Regions from separate parts of the Mus musculus genome. Here region 2 is linked to region 1. Evidence: chromatin contacts called from public Micro-C data. All regions are on one chromosome and are shown on one strand. The core of a region is the stretch at or near the end of the contact, and the rest is flanking DNA. Distances in the headings are between cores, read along the strand shown.

The links. A called contact is a pair of places that touch in the nucleus more often than the background predicts.
Region 2: a Micro-C map of the MC3T3-E1 cell line shows a contact between it and region 1, with 2.8 times the contacts expected there. The contact joins the enhancer-like site here to the promoter of Eya4 in region 1. A contact is called at or near these places in 11 of 39 promoter capture datasets (the 3T3-L1 cell line, cranial neural crest, embryonic stem cells and 6 more), 3 of 484 Hi-C or Micro-C datasets (the MC3T3-E1 cell line, cortical neurons and muscle stem cells) and 5 of 115 datasets of contacts at active chromatin or transcription factors (SST interneurons, craniofacial prominence, embryonic hindbrain and 2 more).

The regions. Positions count from the first base shown.
Region 1 is chr10:23,347,787-23,352,852 of GRCm38.p6, forward strand. Eya4 (EYA transcriptional coactivator and phosphatase 4) reads right to left here and starts at 2,104. Exons shown (of 19, transcript NM_001347372.1): 1 at 1,976-2,104.
Region 2 is chr10:23,673,088-23,677,544 of GRCm38.p6, forward strand. No RefSeq gene overlaps it. Among named protein-coding and RNA genes, the nearest start is that of Gm35291, 36 kb to the right of the region's middle. Within about 2 kb of position 2,229, at least 49 of the 459 cell types and tissues checked have an H3K27ac peak or open chromatin away from gene starts, as enhancers often do. A contact at or near this core is called in the MC3T3-E1 cell line, craniofacial prominence and muscle stem cells, where this site is marked.

The sequences.
Region 1 (5,066 bases), core at 854-3,353:
CATAAAGCATATCAAATTATTTTGTTTTAGAATTCTTTCCCTTCAGCCTCTGCTAAATTTTGTTTCTCAGGTATAAGTCTGACAAAAATATATGTTGTTTTTTTTAAAGTAAAATAAAAAGTAGGTACCGTTTCTACTTAAATATCAAACTTTATTGGGAAATTGTATCAAATACAAGTTTTGTCCTTAAAACTTAAAAAATTAAATTAAATTAAAAGAGAAGCACTCAGCAAACAAAAAAGCCACAGTCCACTTTCAGCGCTGTCAGTCACCCACGGGTAAATGAAACTTCAGAAGTTGTTGATGGGAGTCCGGGTTGCTAAACACTCCTAAAGACTCCCACCTAAGTCCCCCAGGAGCCTCGCTGAAACTGACAAACGCTCATAGGTGCAAAAAGGCGGCGCTAAGAGAAGAGCAACAAAATACCATATTCAAGAAGATGTATTTCGCTCCAACAATTACGTTGATCCCAGAGTGCGGAGCCAAAGGGGGTGAGGGAGAAAGAAAACTGTTAAGTGTGGGCTCTTAATGTGAAACCCAACCTGTTGGATCTCTTTAGGTATCAGATTTTGGAAGTGTCTGTAATGACAGCCAGGAAAGCAAATTAATGGCCAAGGGCCCACTGGGTTTGAACACGAGACTCCAGTTACCTTCTCACAGATCAAGTACACAACACACACGCACACGGAGGTGCCCCACGTGTAGCTGCGCAGAAACCAAAACACACGCCACGCGCTTGGTGAGCCGCCACCTAGGTTGTCCCCGCGCGGGGATGCGCGCCTTCCACGGGGGCCCTCGAGTTCAGGAGGCTCCCTGAATGGTCCCTGCGTTGTCCGGGAGAAAAGGAGAAGGCCACGCCGATCCCACCCAAACCGCAAACCCCGTTAGTCTCCCAGGAACTTGAAAGATGTGAGCTGAGGCGCTAACATCCCAAACAAGGGGACGGTGGCAAAAATCAAACTGCACTCCCTTAGTTTTGCCACCGCTCTGCCACCAGGCTCAGTCAAAACCTCCTTGTTTCTTTCAGAGAGATTGCGAATCTCGAATACAAAGAAAAAAGGAAAAGAATTTAGTGCTAATAGAAAAATAAAATGAAAAGTTTGGGGTTGCTGTGGCTTGCAAAACGAAACGGGCTCACACAGTCTGTCTCCCAGTCACAGATGACCAAGCTCTACAAGCGTTTAGAGTGCCAAGGCCACCCCAGATCCAGTGAGCTCTGAGAGAAACCTGCTCGCCCCAGCCTGGTCCTTGGCTTTGGAGAAGTTAGAATTGCTCCTCAGCATCCGCTCCTGGAGCCAATGAACGCGACTCCTCTGACAAGGCGCCTCTAATTTCACAGACCCTGGCACACTGCAAGAGACATTCGTCCACGCCACGTAAAAACCATTAAAGTGACCCCCCCCCCCTGTTTAGACTGCGACCGGTACCTGGAGACCAGGGCTTGGCCTCTGGGTACACGCGCTCCCGGCCTCACGCAAACCCAGGCGCCCACGGCTCTCCAAGGGACACTGAGTGAGGCAGCACCCTTACTCCACGTAGCAGGTCATCACAAAGTATTAAATGTCACCGGGTGGGAGTGGGAAGAGTCTGGTGTAAGCTTCCCGGGCGACAGGGAACAGGGTGCAGGCAGGTAGGATCCGCACCCGGGGACGACGCGAGACTCACTCAGGTCCTGTGGCGCTAGACAAGAGGGGTTACTGGGGACCAGGTCGTTGAGGGTCTTCCTGGGCGAGCGTACCACTGAGGTCCTAGGGACCCTGGCCATGGGACACTGCTGTTGGATCATCGGGGAGAACTCCGAGGCTCACACACTCTCCCTGCGCGCGACCTCCATCCCCAGATCCCCATTCACGCACTACAAAGTGTCTAGCTAGCACTTTCTAGGGGACAGTTTGGGGGAATCATCCAAATCTGGACACACCTCCCCCCTCCATTGGACTTCAAAAACCGGGTCGGATGAAGAGAGGACACTCACCTCTGGCGGCCCGGACCGCCTTGGACTCCCGAAGTTCAATTGTCTGTCCCAGCCAGTGATCTGCGGGTCCGATCTACGTATTTACTCGCTTTCCTTCCAGTGTCTAAGTTTTCCCTTCGCGCTGTGTCTCTGGTAAAAACAGGACATCCCTTTCGGCCACCCCCAACAAATAGCTTACACAAGTGGGGGAGAAACAGGGCGGGGTGGGGGAGCCGGCTGCGAGGGGGGGGGGGGGAGGACGAAAGGAGCCGAACCAAAGTCCGAGCAGCCGAGCGGCGTTAGCGAGCAGAAGAAAAGAGAAAGCGCGCGCGCGCCGGGTGGCCGGGCGTCCCTCCGCAGGTCCCCGCCGCTCAGTCCCCTCTCTAGGGCGCCGACCGGGAAAGGTTTGCGCGCAAGCCGGGAGCCGCCGGAGCGTGCGCCGCGCCGCGGGCAGCCTCTCCCTAGCGCGCGGAGCTGGAGCCTAGAGGCAGGAGGCGGGATGTGGGGGGGTTGGGGGGGGACGTCGCCGCCTGCGTCCTGGGGCTAGGGTGGCCGCTGGGGGCCTCCCGGCAGGCCGCCGGAAGAGCAGGAGATCTTGGCGGGCGCAGAAGCCCTCTCTTTTTATTCGATCTCTGGAAACTGCCTGTTATCATCGGCTTTTTTTTTCTTTTTTGAGGTCTCGCGTGGGGGGACCTCCGGGGCTCCCCGGCTCTGCGCGTCTCTGGTGGCGCCGCGGTAATCTCCGCGCCCTCTGCGCCGCCTCACCCCGCCCCCACCCCGCCTGGCGCTGGCCACCGAGGCCTTTAGACTGAAGGGACCAGCCCGCCACCGGGCTCCTCGGTCCCCCACCTGCTTCTGGGCGGCGGTCCCCTAACTACCCTGTGCGAGCTACAGGCCCTCAGTCGGACTCCTTGCCACTTACCCCAAGAGAGGAGGCAGAAGGGACTCTAGTCCACTTGCAACAAAGTTAAACGCCAACTGACACCAGCCCAAAGCTTGCTCTGGATTTAGGAAAGAGCTTTTTCCTGGAGATGGAAGCGATGAAGGAGTTAGCAGCGTGCAGACGGGCAGCACTGGGAAGTGCCTGGGCCCCTTCCAGGCCGGGCGCAGCTATAGGCGCCCCTCCCAGGCGCCCAAAGGTCAGACTGCAGTGACTTCCAAAGGCCAGTCAGAACTGCTCAGGGCACACTGCTGAAATGGCATTTTGAGCCTATGCCTTCTGTTGATGTCTTTTGTACCTACATTGGATTTCATATTTCACAGACAAATATAAATATCACACTCTTGGACCAAAGCAAAGACAATCCCCAAATATTACTCCCATATAACCCCACCTTTCCCTAAAGCCCATTGTCTCCATCAGTAACATCTGTCCTGATACTTTGATAATGTGTATCAACTCATTTTGAATTTATTGTCAGTTGCTGTACTGCTCACTTGTGGTTCACGCGTGTTTGTTTAATTAATTTCCTAATAGTTATTAAAGCTGTATAAAAGATAACCAAGGCCCAAAGAAATCAAAATAATTTTTCCCAAAGAAAATCAAGTCATCTCTAGCAACAACGCTGCCTTAGATATGGCCATAGGGATGAAAAAAAAAAAAAAACCACTCCACTTCGAAGAAAATCTAGTTTTAATATTTTTATCAACTAAATGATATTCTGGACTTTTTTCAGAAACAAATTTCATCCTTCACTTGAGCTTGGTTTTATGTTACTAACAGGAGCCCTGAACTCTAGTTTAAAAGGAAAATCCATGCTGAATATTTGTTTTTAATGAGCGGGGCATTGTCTACAATGATTAAGAGGAAATGGAAAAGATGCTGGGGCTTTAAATTTAAGCTGATAAAGGTAGTGTCTTCCCTCTGCTTGCTTATTGGCTGTTTCTCCCACAGATCAGTTTCAGGGAGCTTGAGCCAGGCCAGGCCTAACTTCCCCCTTTCTGGCTCTCTGAGTGGAAGGGTTTCTGGTGGTGCTTTGCAGCCTTGGGAGCATTACCCAGAGTGCATTCCTGCGATGGAGAGGAGCACCGGTTAGTATACACTCAAGGGACATCAGCAACAAGAAAACCTCAATTATTTTGTTGTCTCCAGTTCATAGTTCAAAGTGCTGTATTGTCGGTTGGTTGGATGTTTTTGTCCACGTGACAAAGCTGAGATTCGAATGAGTCTGTATACATCCCAATCTATATTTTTAGCCTCTGGGATGCTTTCAGTAGTTGTGGTTGTCAAAAAAAAAAAAAAAAAAAGCAGCCATTCTTTTCGATACAGCATGCATGCCAGTGGCTCAAATAAGAGACTATAACAGTTAATCTGTTGGTGTCAGACTCCTCCATGAATATAGCAACTAAGACTAGAGTAGCATTCTCCTCAAAAGTGAGCAAGCATCCATTTCCTTTTGGTACAAGACTTCATATTTTGACTTTATCTCTTAAAAGGATGGAAAGATTTTTTTCTTTTTCTTTTTCTCCCCCCCCCCCCCCCCAACAGGATTTCTCTGTATAGCCCTGGCTGTCCTGGAACTCACTCTGTAGACCAGTCTGACCTTGAACTCAGAAATCTACCTGCCTCTGCCTCCCAAGTGCTGGGGTTAAAGGTGTGAGCCACCACACCTGGCTAAAATTTAAATTTAAATAAAACTCGATGTTTTAATAAAAATTGGGGGAAACGAGGTGGTGTGTTTCCTAGCTTTCTTCTTTTTAAATTATTATTAAATTTATTTATTTGTTCACTTAACAACCCTCTCATAACCCTTGCATAAGTCCTCTCCCATTCCCCTTACAAGGAGAAGCCTGCCTTTGAGTGTCAGCACCCTACACATCTCCTCCTTGAACATCAAACTGCCAGGCACATCCTCTCCCACTGAGCCCAGACAAAGCTGTCCATTTAGGGATGCTGGATCTGCAGGCAGGCAGGTAGGCAACAAGCTCAGACAAAGGCCCTGCTCCAGTTGTGTTGGGGACACATGAAGACCCAGCTACTCATCCTTGCTGTCTTCCACAATAAACTTTTCAACATGGTGACCTTGCGATAAACGTTATTTTTCTCCCTCATAACTTCTTATACAGATATACAAATATATTCCTAAGAATATATTTGCAGTTACCTCCCAGA
Region 2 (4,457 bases), core at 979-3,478, 330 kb after region 1:
CTACATAGAATTCTGATAGAACCATCAGTATAACAATAGCCTTTTCCTGTATATTGGTGAACTTGGAAGAACATTTTTTCCCCTTTAAAAAAAAAAAAACTCAGATAAATGATGCTATACCAAGGTGTGCCTGTTAAGTTAGAAACTAAAGTAGCCACTCTCTCAGAAACCTGTATCTTGAGAAATCTTCAACAGAGTGATCTTCGTTGCCAGTGTACCTGTAAACTCAAGCAGTTGCTTTGAAACTACCCCATTGGTCTTTGGGGACCAGCTAGTCCAAGCTGGATGACGGTGTGGTCACAACAGCACACAGCTGTCGCCACCCGTAAATGGCTTTTCCTGAATCTGCCAGTGCAAACCAGAATGAATCTGACAGCCTAAAACACCAGAAGCTCAGCCCGTGGCAGTTGTGGAAGCCGGAAGTTGAGCATCCAGGTGTCCTTGGTATCTCAGAGGCAGAATCCGACTCCAGCAACCACTTGGCTGCTTGCAGCTGCTGACAACACTCCAGGTCCTTGTTTTGCAGGCACACAATCCACCCCTCAGGTCTTCACATCTCTGCTCTCTGTCTTCCCCCTTTGCCTCTTATCAAAGTAAGAGCCCACCCTTGATCTTACTGCGCTCTTTCCAATGTTTTAGATAGATCACATCTGTGAAGACTCTTCTCCAATTCATCTCCTTTGCAATGCTTTCAGTGGGTGTGTCTTCGGAAGAAAGCTGGCACATTCAACCTGTTGAATCAAGCTTGGTTTCACTAGCTAGCATCAATTCTAGAGAGCAGACCTTGCAGAGGCAGGGAAGCCATGCATCTCCTCCCGCACGTTGCACGTTGACAACACAATTATCAATTCTTACTTTCAATGTTCTTTTAATTTGAAAAACAATGGAGGACTCAGAAGTTTTTGTTTGAGGAGGTTGAGGAGTAGGGGGTCCCCTGACTGAGGTATATATAACTAGTCCTTAATGGTTTCTTGACAGTACCACTGCCTATAGGTCTAAAGGCCATCTAAGAGGCAGGGGCTTGCGGGTCTGAGGGGCAGAGGAGTGATCCTGTGGAAGGTGACTCTCGGGGTCTCTCTGGAACTGCATGAAGAGCTTTGTGGGTTTTCTGGTTTCCTTTCTTAGATTGCTTCTGAAGTATTTCCATAAACGCTACCAATAGACAGCATTCCAAGTGAGACAGTGCATAAACAAAAGTAAAAGGGGACTCTCTAGACTGTCATATTTGAGGGTTCATCTCTGGAGTTTGTGACTGGTGACTTGGGTAGAAATCACCAAGCAACTGAGCTCAGAAATCTGACCCAGTTTTTTATTAATTATAAATAAAGGTACTGGCCAGTGTTTACAAATGTAGATACTTACACATTTTTATAAGCATACACACCCATTTACACAGTGAGTGTGTAACCAGTGAGCACTCAGTGATGACCTTGCAGACATCTTTTTTTTTTTTCTGTTATCAACAGACTTCACCCTTCTGAGATTTTCCCGACTTTTCCCCACTCCTTTAACTGCCTCTTTAAAAAAAAAAAAAATTAAATAACATTTTCTTTCAAGCCCTCTACTGTTACAGTGTTTCAGCCATCAAAGTCCGCTCCTGGCCATTTTCATTTACCTTGTGACTCTGACCCTTTGTGAAGCTTGAGCATTTTCAGAGTAAGCTGATCCTGCGGGTCCCCAAGGACGTTATTCTCATTTATTCGCTCAGCCCTTTGAATGGAACGGGCTGCCCTTGGCAGCGGTTCAGCGGGCCCACATTCAAAGAGCACACAGTCTTTTCTCTTCCAGAGGCCTTTCAAAAGGCGGCCCAGGGTTTGTCCAAGGGCTCTAATGGATGTCAGTCATTGAGCACGCTACATTTCATTCATGGCTGCCAGAGAACGTGATGAGTCCAGAAGTAGACAAAGAAAAGCAGCAGACAGTGGGGTTGAAGGATAATTTTCCCAGCCTGTGTGACATGGTGTTCCGGTAGGAGTGGGACTGGGGGACTTACGACAGGGGAGATGAAACCCAGGAGTTAGCTTGACTTAAAGTCTCGCCCAAACCTCCTAGATAACCTTAGAGGCAAGATCTCATGAAACAGCATTTATCAGAAAGGCTGGTGCCCTGGAGGAAAGAGAGCTGCGGCACACCAGCCCGTTTCTCCTTTCCCAGGTGTAAATGAAGCCATAGAAGCTGCCTCTGTGCTTTCTGCATAGACACCTCTGGCAGTTAGCTCTACTTTCCCAAACTCCCAATGCTTGTGATGTTGGAGTCTCTAGTGAGGAGATGTCTGGTGAAGCTCGGAGACAGTCCCAAGGGCATGGATGGGGGGTGGGGACAAAGGCTTGGCTGGGACCTCTGTACCTGCCAACTGGTGTGTCACAGAGAAGCTAAAATTACTGGCTGGACAATTATCTGATTAAAGAGAACCTTTCATTTGAGGCTTAAAAAAAAATCCAGACTGAAATCAAAACCTTCTAGTAAGTTTACTTAAACTACTTAAAAAAAAATCTATACAAAAGAGGAGTGATTTTTAAAAAAAGAAAAAGAAAGGGGAGAGGAAAAAAGGAAGGAGGATAGAAAAGAAAAGGAAAAGAAAGGAAAGGAAAGGAAAGGAAAGGAAAGGAAAGGAAAGGAAAGGAAAGGAAAGGAATAGACAAAGAAAAGTGAAAAAAAGAAAGGGTGCAGAAGGCACAGTTCTTTCTAGAATTTTCTCTTTTTCTTTATTTTCTGGCTTTCTTTGTTTTGGAGTGAGGGTTTCATAGCAAAATTATACAGTAGAAACTTCTCGTATCAGATTTAGTCTTAGATATCTTCACACACACACACACACACACAGAGCACTCAAAATTATAGTTTTAAATTAGTTGAGTCAATTGATTAAATAAGGTTCCGCTGATTCCCCCAAACCGATTCATATTTTCTTAGCTTCACTGGAATTCTCTTGAATTATGCCTCTGTCAGGCTGCATCAGAACTGTGTTTTTATGGGTCCTGGATTCCACAGAGGCTGTTGTGGTTTGAAAATAGCAGAACAATGTGCTGCTGCTGCCCCAACCAGTTAATGACCTGCACCGTAGCTAAAGGCCCCAAACCACATGAGGCAAGCGGGCTGGGCCTGCCTGGAATGTGTGACAACCGGAAAAGGGACCCTCATCTCGTCTTTCAATATGTGCTGAGTTGGTGTCATCTTGAAATCTTACTAATAACTTCACCATAGTTTATTATGCTGCCTTGTCTGCTTTAATGAGAGAGAGAGAGAGAGAGAGAGAGAGAGAGAGAAGAGAGATTGCAAATTGTGAAGTCAGCAAATAGCAATGTCAGAACTTATTTGCAAAAAATAAAATTCTTAGTCTAGAATAAAGACTTCAGGGTTTTGAGGCTACAAAATAACTATGTGCTGGTAGTGTTTCTTAAAGGCTTGCATTAAGCCCTGCATGCACGCACCCAGGGATACACACACCAAATTGTGCGTCTTTGTTAGAAAAATAAACCAGAGAGGAAGTACAGGAGGAAGGGAACAAATGAAGGGAGAGGAGTAAAAGCAGCAGGATGTGCAGAAGGAGCTAGGGAAAGAGGGAATGGCAAAAGAATCAAGAAAGATCAAATTCTTGTCTACATATGCACCATTTGTGCTCAGAGATCAGCTTGATCAAAAGATACACACCATCCAATGGAATGGTGACTACACACACACAAAACACGCACCTTCAAAAGCCTTAGAGACCACAGGAAGGCAGATGCTGACAACAGTATTCAATTTGTTCTTCCTTCCTACACAGTGGTTCTAGTCCCAAGCCCCGCCCTACCCCAGAACACACTCATGTATCATCACGAAGACTCTGTTTAGTGCTTACGTCTTCTTCTGTCTCCAGTCTACCTCAGAGCTGCCTCTGCTTCTTACGGAAAGTAAGTCATGGCGTGACAGCCTCTGGAGAGCCCCAGCCTGGCCCCTCCGGCTGGCACAGGTGGCACTCAGAGCCTGCGCGTTGCTCCCCTGGTCGGCAGCTTGCCATGACTCAAACACCCGATTCCTGATGAACTTAATTGTTTCAAAAGCATTTTCATGTGGGAGCCTAAACTCTCCACCAGCAAGCTTTTCCATCCTTTTTAGATCTGTAACTGTGTCACAACGTCTACACCCCTCCCGTCCACCCACTGCAGAACAGCCTTTGAAATTGCTAACCCAACCTGTCATTCTCTCTGGCAAAATGAACGCATTCCCCAGCTACTCCTAGTATGATATGGTTTCCAGACCCTTTGCCGTTCTTCCTTTGAACATGTTCCAGTTGGCTGTCAACTTCCCTCTTAAAATGTGGTGCCCAGGACTCAAGGAAGCACTTCCTGTGTGACCAACAGTGAATGGGGTTAGACCGGGAACTCCCTGATGCGGACGATGCTGACAACAGTCACTAGACTAGAGCAAAAGACTGAAGTGTTTAGCAGCAGATCTGAGTGTTTGACTTATATTAGCTT